Regions from separate parts of the Mus musculus genome. Here regions 1 and 2 are each linked to region 3. Evidence: chromatin contacts called from public HiChIP or PLAC-seq and Micro-C data. All regions are on one chromosome and are shown on one strand. Each heading gives the region's core, a stretch centred on a gene start, on an enhancer-like site or on the middle of the called end of the contact. The rest is flanking DNA. Distances are from core to core; before and after follow the strand shown.

The links. Hi-C and Micro-C count contacts between places; a contact is called where the count stands out from the background. HiChIP or PLAC-seq counts read pairs in DNA pulled down with a chosen protein or histone mark.
Region 1: a contact with region 3 is called in an HNF4G HiChIP or PLAC-seq map of pancreatic cancer cells. The contact joins the enhancer-like site here to the promoter of Spop in region 3. A contact is called at or near these places in 5 of 39 promoter capture datasets (cranial neural crest, embryonic stem cells and hippocampal neurons), 1 of 484 Hi-C or Micro-C datasets (embryonic stem cells) and 4 of 115 datasets of contacts at active chromatin or transcription factors (embryonic basal ganglia, embryonic stem cells, pancreatic cancer cells and 1 more).
Region 2: a contact with region 3 is called in a Micro-C map of embryonic stem cells, with 2.2 times the contacts expected there. The contact joins the promoter of Ngfr here to the promoter of Spop in region 3. A contact is called at or near these places in 3 of 39 promoter capture datasets (cranial neural crest, hippocampal neurons and stem cell-derived epiblast-like cells), 14 of 484 Hi-C or Micro-C datasets (the N1E-115 cell line, cardiomyocytes, cortical neurons and 7 more), 8 of 115 datasets of contacts at active chromatin or transcription factors (embryonic forebrain, embryonic stem cells, forebrain and 3 more) and 2 of 9 other capture datasets (adipose tissue and liver).

What each region holds. Positions count from the first base shown.
Region 1 is chr11:95,631,011-95,634,619 of GRCm38.p6, forward strand. No RefSeq gene overlaps it. Among named protein-coding and RNA genes, the nearest start is that of Phb, 34 kb to the right of the region's middle. Within about 2 kb of position 1,636, at least 56 of the 459 cell types and tissues checked have an H3K27ac peak or open chromatin away from gene starts, as enhancers often do.
Region 2 is chr11:95,585,722-95,589,228 of GRCm38.p6, forward strand. It overlaps Ngfr (nerve growth factor receptor (TNFR superfamily, member 16)), which reads right to left and starts at 1,977. Exons shown (of 6, transcript NM_033217.3): 1 at 1,763-1,977. The coding sequence starts at 1,837.
Region 3 is chr11:95,412,214-95,416,157 of GRCm38.p6, forward strand. Spop (speckle-type BTB/POZ protein) reads left to right here and starts at 1,870. Exons shown (of 10, transcript NM_001359107.1): 1 at 1,870-2,191.

The DNA of each region.
Region 1 (3,609 bases), core at 386-2,885, 220 kb after region 3:
CTCCCCATTCCCTTTGCCCGGCTGGCCTTTCTGCCACAGAAGCACCTTCTAGAACATTCTATCCTCCCTCAAGAAAAAAGTCAGCGATGTCAGCAGGCATGCCATCAGCATTCCGGACAGTACCTGGCCCACTGCGGGTGCTCAGTCACTAAGGGTAAAAGACAGAAGGTAGCTGGGAGCCTGCGACTGGAGAGGAACATCACGACTTTCCAGCAGGTTCCTTGCTCAGCTGAGAGAAAGACTCACAAGGATGGTAACCCTAAGTCTGCCCCATACACCAGGAACACAGTTGGCTCCCCTGGCTGTCTCTTCAGTTGAGGCTCACCCTCCTCCCTTCCTCCCTTCCTTCCTTCCTCCCTCCTTCCCTCTGGAGTCCTCCTAGGGTGAGGGTGCTCCCAGCATCTGGCATCCATCAGCCCCTTCCAGAAGTCCTAGTGAAACAAAGGGGGAGGGTGTGTGTGTGACTAAAGCGATCCCAGATTGGGGCAGGCCAAGCATGCCTGTGTGCTGCCCCTGTCCCAGAGCCTCTCCCACCCCAGCCCTGCCCAGAGCTTCCCATCTACTGCTCTCCCTTCCTCTCTTTCCTCCGGCCTGGGGGAGGTTGTGGCCAGCCTTGCAGGACTGCTGGCTCCAGATGTGAGGGATGCGGAGGGGAGCTGGCAGGAGGGAGCGGGCAAGCAAATGGGACCTGACAGGGGCCGGGCACCTCGGGCAAAGAATGTAAATAAAAAATCAGTAAATATTTAGGGGAAATGGAGCGGGAAGTGGGAGAAGGCAGTGGGGAGGGGAATGTGTTAGATTTCCAACAACATCTGGAGGGCAGTCCCCTCCCCTACCTTCTCCACACTCGGTCCCACCCATTGGGACTTTCAGTTCAGTTTGGTGGCCCTTGGGAGGGCTGGCTATCGGACTGGACTTGGGGGTGTTTGCCATCATTAAAGCACCCCACCCCACAAGGCCTTGCTGGAGTTAGGTAAGGGGTTCTCAGATGGAAACATGGAGTCCCTGCCCTTAGAAACTTCTTAGAGAAAAGCCGTTGGCAACACCTAAGCAGGGCCTTGACAGAAGGCTGGAATGGTGACCTCCAGAGCAGGGCGGGGGGGGGGGGCAGCTTCCTGGGGGAGGGGCTAGGGAGATGTGGGGGTGAGGATCATTTTCAGAGACCAGTGGGAGATGAGACACCTGTGAGCAAGGTGGGTGAGGGAGAAGATAAAGTAGGCACAAAAAGCAGAAGCGGTGGGCAAGGGATGGGCAGGCCTGTGGCACTTTCAGGCCCACATCCCTCTCCCCCATCTCACCCCAAGGAGATTCCACTCTTCTAGGAGAGTGCATCTGAAGGGCCCTCTCACATGTCTCTCAGGGACTGGAAGGAAAAGGAAGGCCCTACCCCCAGGCCAATTCTGTAAACAAAGAAAAGCAGCAAGCAGAGAGGTCCCTGCACCCCCACTATTGGGCGGTGTGCTCATTGTCCAGATTGAGGTTAGGCCTAGGAGAGCCCCCAATGGTCTTTTCTCATGTCTTATGCCGATGGAATGGTGGCTTCCTTCAGCTGGGCCTCCCAGAGTCCAGGCTGTACTGTGTAGAGCAGGGCTCTACAGAGGGTCACAGGCCTACAGTGTCATCTCTGCCTCCTGCTTCCAAGCCCGAGAACAACCGGCCTTTTGTCCAGCTGAGGATGCCCAAGGGGTGAGGTCACCCCCAACATGGCTCTCTTTGTCTCCTAACCAGTGAAACATCAAGGCTGAGTCCGGGCTGTCTGCCTGCGTTCTCTGTCCTCGAGGCCTGGCTACCTCCCATGGGCTTCCTCCAGGTCACAGGGAGACACCCTCATAGGGAAGGTGGCTACTGTGGCAGGTACCAGGGGAGATGAAGCGAGTACGGATAGAGCCAGGGTGGGGCTGAGAAATAGTCCCCAGTGAGTGGGCAGCCCTTCCTCACAGGAGCTCCAGGCACAAATGTGGCTGGGTCAAAAAAGCATCTCAGAACTCAAAGGGAAAAAGCAAAGGATCTGGGAACAGAGGTTCTGGGGGTTGCTCTAACTTTAGACCAAGGGCTCCTCAGAAAACTGGTGAACCCCAGTTATACCAGAGAGAGAAGAGCTTGAAACAGATATCCAAGGTCCCTTCCCCAGGAAGGCAAAAACCCCTCCCTGCAGAGTCTGTGGGGCCTAACTGAACAGAGAGGCCCTGGAGTGGAAGGATGAGGCCTAGAGAAAAAGCCAGGGCAGGGTCTTCTAAATGCAGTGAGATGTCCCCAGTGAGTCCTGGGACCTCATCCCGCCCTTCCTCAAACTTAGGGCCAGGGTAGGTTTACCAGTCTGACTCAGTCGTCTAGGCAAAGAAATGCTAAATTCTACCAAGAGACAGAAGGCTAGGGTTAGAGGATCCTAGTCACCCAGTGAGCAGGAAGTGGCTCCCTGAGGCCTGCAGCTACTGGAAAAGCTGCCTCTGGGGAGAGAGCATGTCCCTGTGTGGCTCTGATGGCTGTCCATGCCACTGAAAGAACTTACTGCTGTCTGAAGACTGAGGGGCCTGCGGAGGGTTGGGTCCACCCAAGGAGCTGAATGGATCAAGTCAGAGAGGATGATGGGAACATGGGTTAGTGACAGGGCATGATCTGACCAGGTCATCCTCTAGCTGTGGATTCTCAGGCTGCAGTGTCTTCTGTCCCCTATCCTGCCTACCCCCACCCCACTCTGTTCACTCTGGACCCAGGCTCCACCCCATCTGGGTAGAATGTTATGGGAGCCAAGAATAGCCTTTGCTGGGGTCAAGGAAGGGAGGGACACTGGGGACTAATTGCCCTAAATAAATGAGCAATTAAGGCTGTTAGAAGAAATAGCTAGAAGCCCCCACCACCACCCTGAATTATCACCATGGCAACCCCAGCCAGCTCCTCCCCAGAAAAGGCTGAGCCACTCGTTTGGCCCACATAACTGTCATTCAGACTGAAGGTTGGCCAGAATGGCCTCTTTCTGGAGAACCAGAAAGAGTAGAGGAAAAGATGGCATGGAAGGGAGGCAGGGGGATGACTGGGATGACCTGCTGCTTAAGCTCGGAGTCAGACCATGGAGCAAAGGGTATTCCTCGGTGGCCTCATAGCTAGGGCCTCCAATCCCAACAGCACTGCAGCCAGTGTGGCAGGGGTTTAGGAGTAGATGTTGCCAGGAGTAGACTTTGCCAGGTCCCCATCTCCTCTCAGCACCTCACCCCACCCCCCACACTTCCTGTAATGGCGTCTCCAATGGGGAGCCCATTAGTCCTTCTCAGGGTAGCGCCTAAGTACTGTGGCTGATAAATATAACATGAGCCCATCGATTAGAACCCTCCTAGTCCTGCACAGCTTGACTCCCTAATGGCTCCCCCTCCCCTCAGCCCAGACTCCCACCCACCCCTCCACCCAGGACCGTTTTTCCTGGCTTACTTGGAACGTGGAAGCAGCTATTACTGGAGCAGAGGTAAGGAGACATAGGCAAACCCCCAGGGTCCAGTCAGAAAGGCCTCCTGCTTCAAGACCTACTTGGGCAAGTCTGGATCCCAAAGTGGCCTGGAAGGCCCTTCTTTGTCAGTCAGGGAACCAGAGTTCCTCCCTGGCTGTCCCAGCTCACAG
Region 2 (3,507 bases), core at 727-3,226, 170 kb after region 3:
CACAAGGACTGACAGCTCCAGGGAACCATGTTTGGGCTTGAGAAGGGTTTTCCATCCGCTTGCCTCCATATCTCACCTCCTGCCTATCCTTTGGAATGGTGTCACCCATATCCCTACTGTGAAACGAAGCGAACCAGCTGCCGCCCCCTCCCCACCTGCGCGCGCCCAGGGAGTTCAGAGCTGGAACGAGGTGACCATCCAGCCACACGACTCTGGCTTGAGATCGTGACCAACTTGCTTAAACTTCGAAGTCCCTGCCTCCTTATCAGTAAGATGGAGATGGGGGGGGGGGGTGTACAGTGCTCGGATGTGGAAAGGGTGGAGGGAAGAGTGAGGAGAGGACGTCACTTTCATTGCCAACCTTCCTTAAGATCTGGTCAGAAATACCCAGAGTACTCAGGTTCATAGAAGGAGGACCTAATGACCTTAGCCGGAGTTGGTGTCTCCGAACAGCAATCCGACAAGAATCCCAGGCATCCAAGTGGCCCCTGTCTCATTTGAGAAGCGTTCATTGACTTTCACCGAAAGCCTGGCCAGGTGTGGGCGGGATGATGATCCTATTAAGTTCTGGACCGGAAGGAGCACGGAGGGCTCAGGGCCCGTGGCGGCTTAACTTAGAAGGGACTCAGTGCGCAGCCCAAGGCGCGCACGCAGCTCCCAACAGCAATCCCTCGCCCGCAGTGCCCCCTGCGGGTCGCCTGGGGTTTTGCATCCCCTAGCTGTGCGCTGCCGGAACCATCACAGCCTTGAGAGTCCCAGCGCTCCGCATCTCGAGAGCTGGCCGGCGTTTAATAGGGTAGGGGGATGCCCCGGCTCTGTCTCTCCGGGTCCACTGAGTTGCTTCAAACCACGTGAAAGGTTTGTCAAGGAACTACCCTAGAAGCGGATTTGCCATAGTGAAGTGAGCGCTCTCTTCCCTGCCTGGGATGCCCAGACGCAATTCCCGGACTGGGCGAGGCCGCTAGAAAGAGCGCTAGAACCCACGCGGGAAACGTCTGTGACTGGGCTGTCCTCATCGCATCGTCCTTGAGTAGACAGACAGGCGGGGCCCCGAGCACTTTAGGGTATGCACCTTCTTTCCATTTCTCTATCTCTTTTGTGGTTGTCTCTTTTCTGCCCTCCATAAAGCCCACTTCTCTCTCTTCAACCTCTCTGCCACTCCCGAATCGCTCCTTTCGATGCCCCTCCCCCCCATTGTCTGGCCGGTCCCCATTGTCCATACTGGGTCCCCTCTGCCTCCAGTCCCTCCAGCTGCCTCCCGCATTGTTCCGTCTCTAGCCCCTCACATCTTTAGTGCCGATCTCTTTCCCTTCCTTCTCTCTGCCCTACAACTCCCCAGGGACTAAGATGCTAAAGAGAAAACTCCCCTCGGGATCCCAAAATTCACACGCTGTCGTCAAAAGAACCCAGGCGCCCGAGATTCCCAAACCTCCCTCCACCCCACTCGAGACTGCTCCCAGTCTCCTACACCGCACCCGTCGTAGTGCTCAAGAACCAGCAGCAGCAAGCAGAACCAAGAACGGGTGTCGTTGCAACAGTCCTGTCTGCATCTCTATCCTGGGACTGGGTCGCCTCTGCGCTCTGAAAGTCCTAGAAGCTAGGAGCGCCCCTGTGGGTCATGATCCCGCAGCTCCTCCGCCACCCGTTGCCAGCATCTGGGACCTTAACGTCTTATTCTGTTCCCTGGGTGGTGGCACCCACATCCCCTTGGGGTTCAGCTCTTTGAAAAGGTTAACGGAGGTCCCTCCTACTAATCACTTACCCCTAGAAGCAGCAGCAGCAGCAGCAGCAGGCGCAGCCGGTCCATGGCGCTGCAGGCAGCACCTGCCCTCCTCATTGCTCGCCTCCGGCGACAGCGCTCAGCTTCTAGCTCAGTCCGCTCTGCGGACCGATGGTGCTGCGCGCTGAGCTGAGCTGCGCTGCGCTGCGCTCCAGCGCCCGCTGCCCGCCGGAGCTGGCGGAGGCTCCACTCGCTCTGGCTGCTAGCGGGCGGGAGCAGCTGGGTGAAGGCAATGCAGCAGCCCCGCCTCCTCCCCGCCCAGCCCGCCCAACTCCCCCCCCCCCCCAACCCCTCCGGAACCGCGCCCGCCCGGCTGCCTAGGGTGGGGAGTCCAGAGCAGTCAAGTGAGGCGTGAGAGGAGCCGCACCCGTGTGCCCCGCTGTGGCTTCTCAGTGGGCTGCCCCACGTACCCAGGGCACCTCCGGTTATGCTGAGCATAAGATGCTTCGGATCCAACGGGGGCCATTGCTCTCCTACTGATGAAGCCTGCCTCGGGGTTAACTCTCTTAAACATCTTTAGCCTAATTGCCTACCTAGCCCTTATTCCGAAAATGAGGCTGCCCTCCTTTTATGGTTGGATACACACCTTATTCCATTCTCTCTCTGTTCCAACTTGTGGAGGGATATGTTCCTTGGGGCCTTCAAGGTGAAATCTATCCCAATATCATAATTTGGGATATCTGTCTGACACTGTTTCTCTGTCTCTGTCTCTGTCTCTCTGTCCCTGTCTCCCCCTCTCCTACACACACACACACATACACACACACACACATGATAGAACCTAGGACCACACACACACACACACACACACACACACACACATGATAGAACCTAGGACCACACACACACACATGCTAAGCAAGCATTGTATCACAGAACTCTATCTCCAGCCTTTCATGAGCTTGAATGAGTCACAGGTGTGCACATAAACCCCAGGAATACACAAACACACTCTCAAGTGCACCTGTACGTGTGTGTGTTGACGTACTGACATCTGCCTATACCGTCCCTCAGGCATTCATATAGACCTGCTCATCCTACAAGGGCTCCTAACACAGACCAGACATACATCAATGCACACAGGCTGACATTCACATATACACTCCTACACACTCACATGTGTGCACTGCACAGTGGTAGTCACACAAGCCCACATCTGTATTTTGCCCTCAAATGCACACACACACACACACACACACACACACACACACACACACACACACAGAGTATACAGACAACACACAAACATGATTACATGAGTTTGTGAGTTTCCTACGGGCAGGGACAGTAGTGTCTTCTCTGACCACCCAAGTGTTCAGTCATGGAGGGGATTCAAGGGGAGAGCTGTTGAATGGATTCAACATCCACAGACTCATCCGTGAGCTGTGTAGGCCTTCTGAGGATCACACTGGCCATGCTCTAGAAGCGTGGCACATCAAACCACCTGTATGCCAAGGAATGTGCAGTCAGTCTTTCAGAAGAAACACCGCCCCGCCCTTCTCTGGTTCCCAGACATCGAAGGCCCTGGTACAGAACTGTGTGGGGACAGTCTATCCCAGCACCAGATGTTAGCTATGTCTGGACTCCAGTTCCTCTTCAAAAAAATACAGTCCCAAAATAATAGAAACAAGGGACAGACCAAGAGCATTTATAAAGCAGGCCTGCTCATGAGTAGGTGATTTCCTAGGTCACTTAAACTTAATTGCAGGAAAAAAAAAAAAACCTAT
Region 3 (3,944 bases), core at 620-3,119:
GGAGGGTTTGTTGATAGTGACAGTAAATGAAATCTAATTGAAAAGTTTCAAGAATCTGCCTCAGGTGTCAAGAGCTCTTTCTGCTTTAGAGCCAAGCACACGGACCACATCAGTAGAGAATCTGGGCTCTCCAGTTCGTAAATAAACCATTTTGGTTGGGCAGAGTGGAACACCCTTTCAGTCTTAGTACTCAGAAGGTAGAGGCATAAGATCAGGAGCTCAAAGCCAGCCTCTGTTACGTAGTGAGCTGTGTGTGTGTGTGTGTGGGGGGGGGGGGGGGTCAGCCTGGACTGTGTGAGATCATCTCAAAACCCCAAACCCTCAAAATAAAGCAGAGAAAAAAAAAACCAATAAGAGCAATTTCATCTAGAATCTAGGTTGTGTAAGGCCCCAAGGGTTTGGAAGGTTTTGCTTATAATTCCTAGGATATTTCATATGGGGATTACGGGGTCTGCTTCTATACTTGAAAGTGGAAAGCCTCCCGGCACTGTCGGGGTTCTTTCCAAACCCAGTGGCTTGGTTCCTGGGCTGCCAGCCTTCCCTGCTGAACAGGCTCACCAGCCACTGGGTGCCAAGGAGCATGTGGCAAGAGATAGGAGCAGAGTCTCCTGGAGACTGTCCCAAGGCCTGGAAAGCAGTAGGGTGCCAGGAAGCAGCTCTCAATTAGGCTGCAACCCTGTTACCTCATGACCCACAGGGTCACTGGGTTGATCTCTCAGAGCTAGGTGTGTGCTTGATATGTGTATGCAAGAGGCAGTCTGCTTTTGCTTTTGAGAGCTTGATTCAGTAATAAAATATTTTCTTTTAAGTTTAAGGTAATCGAAGAATGTAACACAAAGATGACTGTTTTCTTCCAGGGCCAAGATGCTCTGAGACAATTCTACCCAACTCCAGAATCACTTTTGGTCCATGGGAGCTAAGACATGAGACAGACTGGGGACCCGGATGGCTTAGCCAAGGAATTGTCACAGAATCAGCTTCCTCTCCATTGGGTCTCTCTCTCTCTCTCTCTCTCTCTCTCTCTCTCTCTCTCTCTCTCTCACACACACACACACACACACACACACCCCTTCTGCCTTTCCCAGAAAGAACAGCTCTTTGGTTATTGTTGTCAAATGCTAATTTATTTAGTTTTCAAGACGCGGTATCACCTTGTAATTCTAGCTGACTGTGAACTCAGTAAGTAGACCAAGCTGGCCTTAAATTCACAGAGCTTCTCCTGCCTCTGCCTCCCGAGTTCTGGGGTTAAAGGTGTGCCTCACAGTACTCTAGCAAAGTACCTTATAAATGTTAGCATTTGCAGGCTAGGCTTATTGGACATGGATCTCTATGAATTTAAGGCCAGCCTGTCAACAAAGAGAGTGCTAGGTCAACCAATCCTATAGAGCAAGACCCTATTTCAAAAAATAAAACAAACTAAAACACATGTTAAAAGTTCTTTAAAAAGTATTTTAGCTGAGAGTTGCCTAAAAAAGAAAGTAAGAGCTAAGTCATCGGTAATCCACAAACTGCACAACTAGGTTTCAGTTGCGAAATGCCTGTTGCTGCTCCACCCACCCGGTCCCTGGATCTCAGCTTCCTTCCTCCATTCTGGCCTCGCACCTCAGCGCGAACTTCTGCGCGCTGCACGCGACCCCCTCCGAGTTCCCGCCTCTTTCCACTCTGGCTCCGCCTTCCGCCCAAATTCCCGGGCCCTGGCACCACCTCGCGACGCTTGCGCACTAGGGAAGGTAGGCGGAGTCTTAAAAGAGGAGGAGCTGGAGAGTCTTGAGCGGGACGGGGTGGGGCGGGGCAGGACGGGGCGGGGCGAGGCGGGGTGGGGCGGGGCGGGAAGCTGGGGGGAGGAGGCCGCGCGGGGTGGGGCCCGGCGGGTACGCGCTCGCTGCGTCGACGTGCTGACGACAGGACGCCCAGGCCGGTGTGTGTCGGTGTGTATGTGTGTGTGTGTGTGTGTGTATGTGTGTGTGTGTGTGTGTGTGTGGTGTGTGTGTGTGTGGTGTGTGTGTGTGTGTGGTGTGTGTGTGTGTATGTGTGTATGTGTGTGTGTGTATGTGTGTGTATGTGTTTGTATGTGTGTGCGCGCTCCAAGAGTGTATTTGTGTATCGGCGGTCCCGCAGGTCCCGGATGTTGCGGGCAGTATGAGGCGAGCGCAGGGGGACAGGGACCAGCAGCTGTCGCCGCCGTTCTCAGGTGAGTGTGTGTATGTGTGTGTCAAGAGTCGAAGAAGGGGTTGGCCTGTTGGGGTGCGGGGTTTTTCCTTGAGAAGTGACTAAACCCTCCCCCACAACACACACTTTTCCTAATGTACTATTCTCTGCCCCATTTCCTATGTTGGTTTCCTGGCCCGAGGAAGCCAGAGCCTAGTCAGCCGTCCGTTCTTCCTACCTCAAGCATTCTGGAAACACAAACGCGCCCCCTGCCTCCTGCCTCCCTCACCATCATATCCCCAACCCCATCCCCCTTGCCAAATAGTGAGCTGTCGCCTGCGGCGAGATGGGGAACTGCGCATGCTCGAATGTGAAGGAGCTCCGGGTGCCTGGTCGCTGCTTCAGGACGCATGCGCATTGCTGTTTTGCAGGGACCTGCGGGATAAAGAGCCCCTTGACCACGAGCCCGCCTTCTTCGCTAGACTTGCCACCCAATAGTGAGCTTGTCGCTCCGATCCGAGAGGGAGAATTTAAATTATGCGAGGGATTTAAGGACAAAGCACTATTTGCATCTGGTGTTGCCCTAGAGACTCCCAGGCTACCAACGCCTCCTAGAGCCAACGTGTCCCACGCTGACCCTTCTTTTTGAAACTTAACTGCTACTTCTACTTCTAGTATTACTTCCCTTTCCACCACTCCCGTCGTCATGCTGAAACCTTACTACAAACTTCCCCTAAGTTTAGGAGTAAGTCCAACTCGTTATTCTGGCAGGGGATTTTGATAGTCTTGTTAAAAAGGATTTGTTAAAAGGTCCATTAAAAAAGAAACTAAGGTGGGAATTTCTCTTTAGTAAAATTCTGAGTTGCCTTTACAGAGTAGCTAAGGAAGGGATAAGTGCCACACACAGACTTGAGGTAACAACAAAACAGAAATCAAGCTGTCAATCAGTAGCTTCATTTCAGCCCTTTTACTTAGTGGGACCTTTTTGGTTCATTGTGTGTGTGTGTGTAAGTTCTTCCATAGCGTTTCAGTTTAGTTATACATTTAGTTGTACAGTTTAGTTGTACATTCTGTGACAATATGGAAACAGGGGTAATCAGAAACAATTGAACAACTTGTCCAGAAGTATTAGTTTCAAATAATTTGAGCACTAATTCTTTCATATTGGCAAGTTCCAAAAAATTAAAATGAGGAACTTTACAAAAATATTCCAGTGACTTAGGTCCCAGAGTTTTAGCTGACAGACTGCAGTTGGTTCTTTAGTTTGGTGCTGTGCCATCCCTCTTAGAAACTTTGTCTTAGCTCTACCATGTAGGGAAAAAGATGTTTTATTTGTTTTTGATATAGTCAAGTTGTTATGTAGCCATGACTGGCATGGAATTCCCTATGAAGACCATGCTGGTCTCAAGACTGTATTCACAGAGATCTGCTTACCTCTGCCTCCCTAGTGCCAGGTATACATTTGGTCCCAAAGATAAACACTTTCTACTAGCAAAAAGTTTGCTGAATTGTATTGAAATGAATAGCTAACTTGTTGTTGGGTGGAGAGAATGGAAAAGGGAGGGGCATCTTTTGTTTTTCAGTTGTCTGGCTAACCTAATGTCTCATACTCTTGGGAGTGGGACATGAATCAGCCTTGTTTTGAAATTCCTTTTCCTTTGTGTTCTTTCTTTGGTATTCTCACAAGACATAATTTTGGTTGGCATTTTATCCCTAGAACCTCATGTTCTTGGTCTTGAAAGTGTATGAACACTTCTCACTTCCTCATTTAACTGGGCTTTATGTGGTTCAGTTGT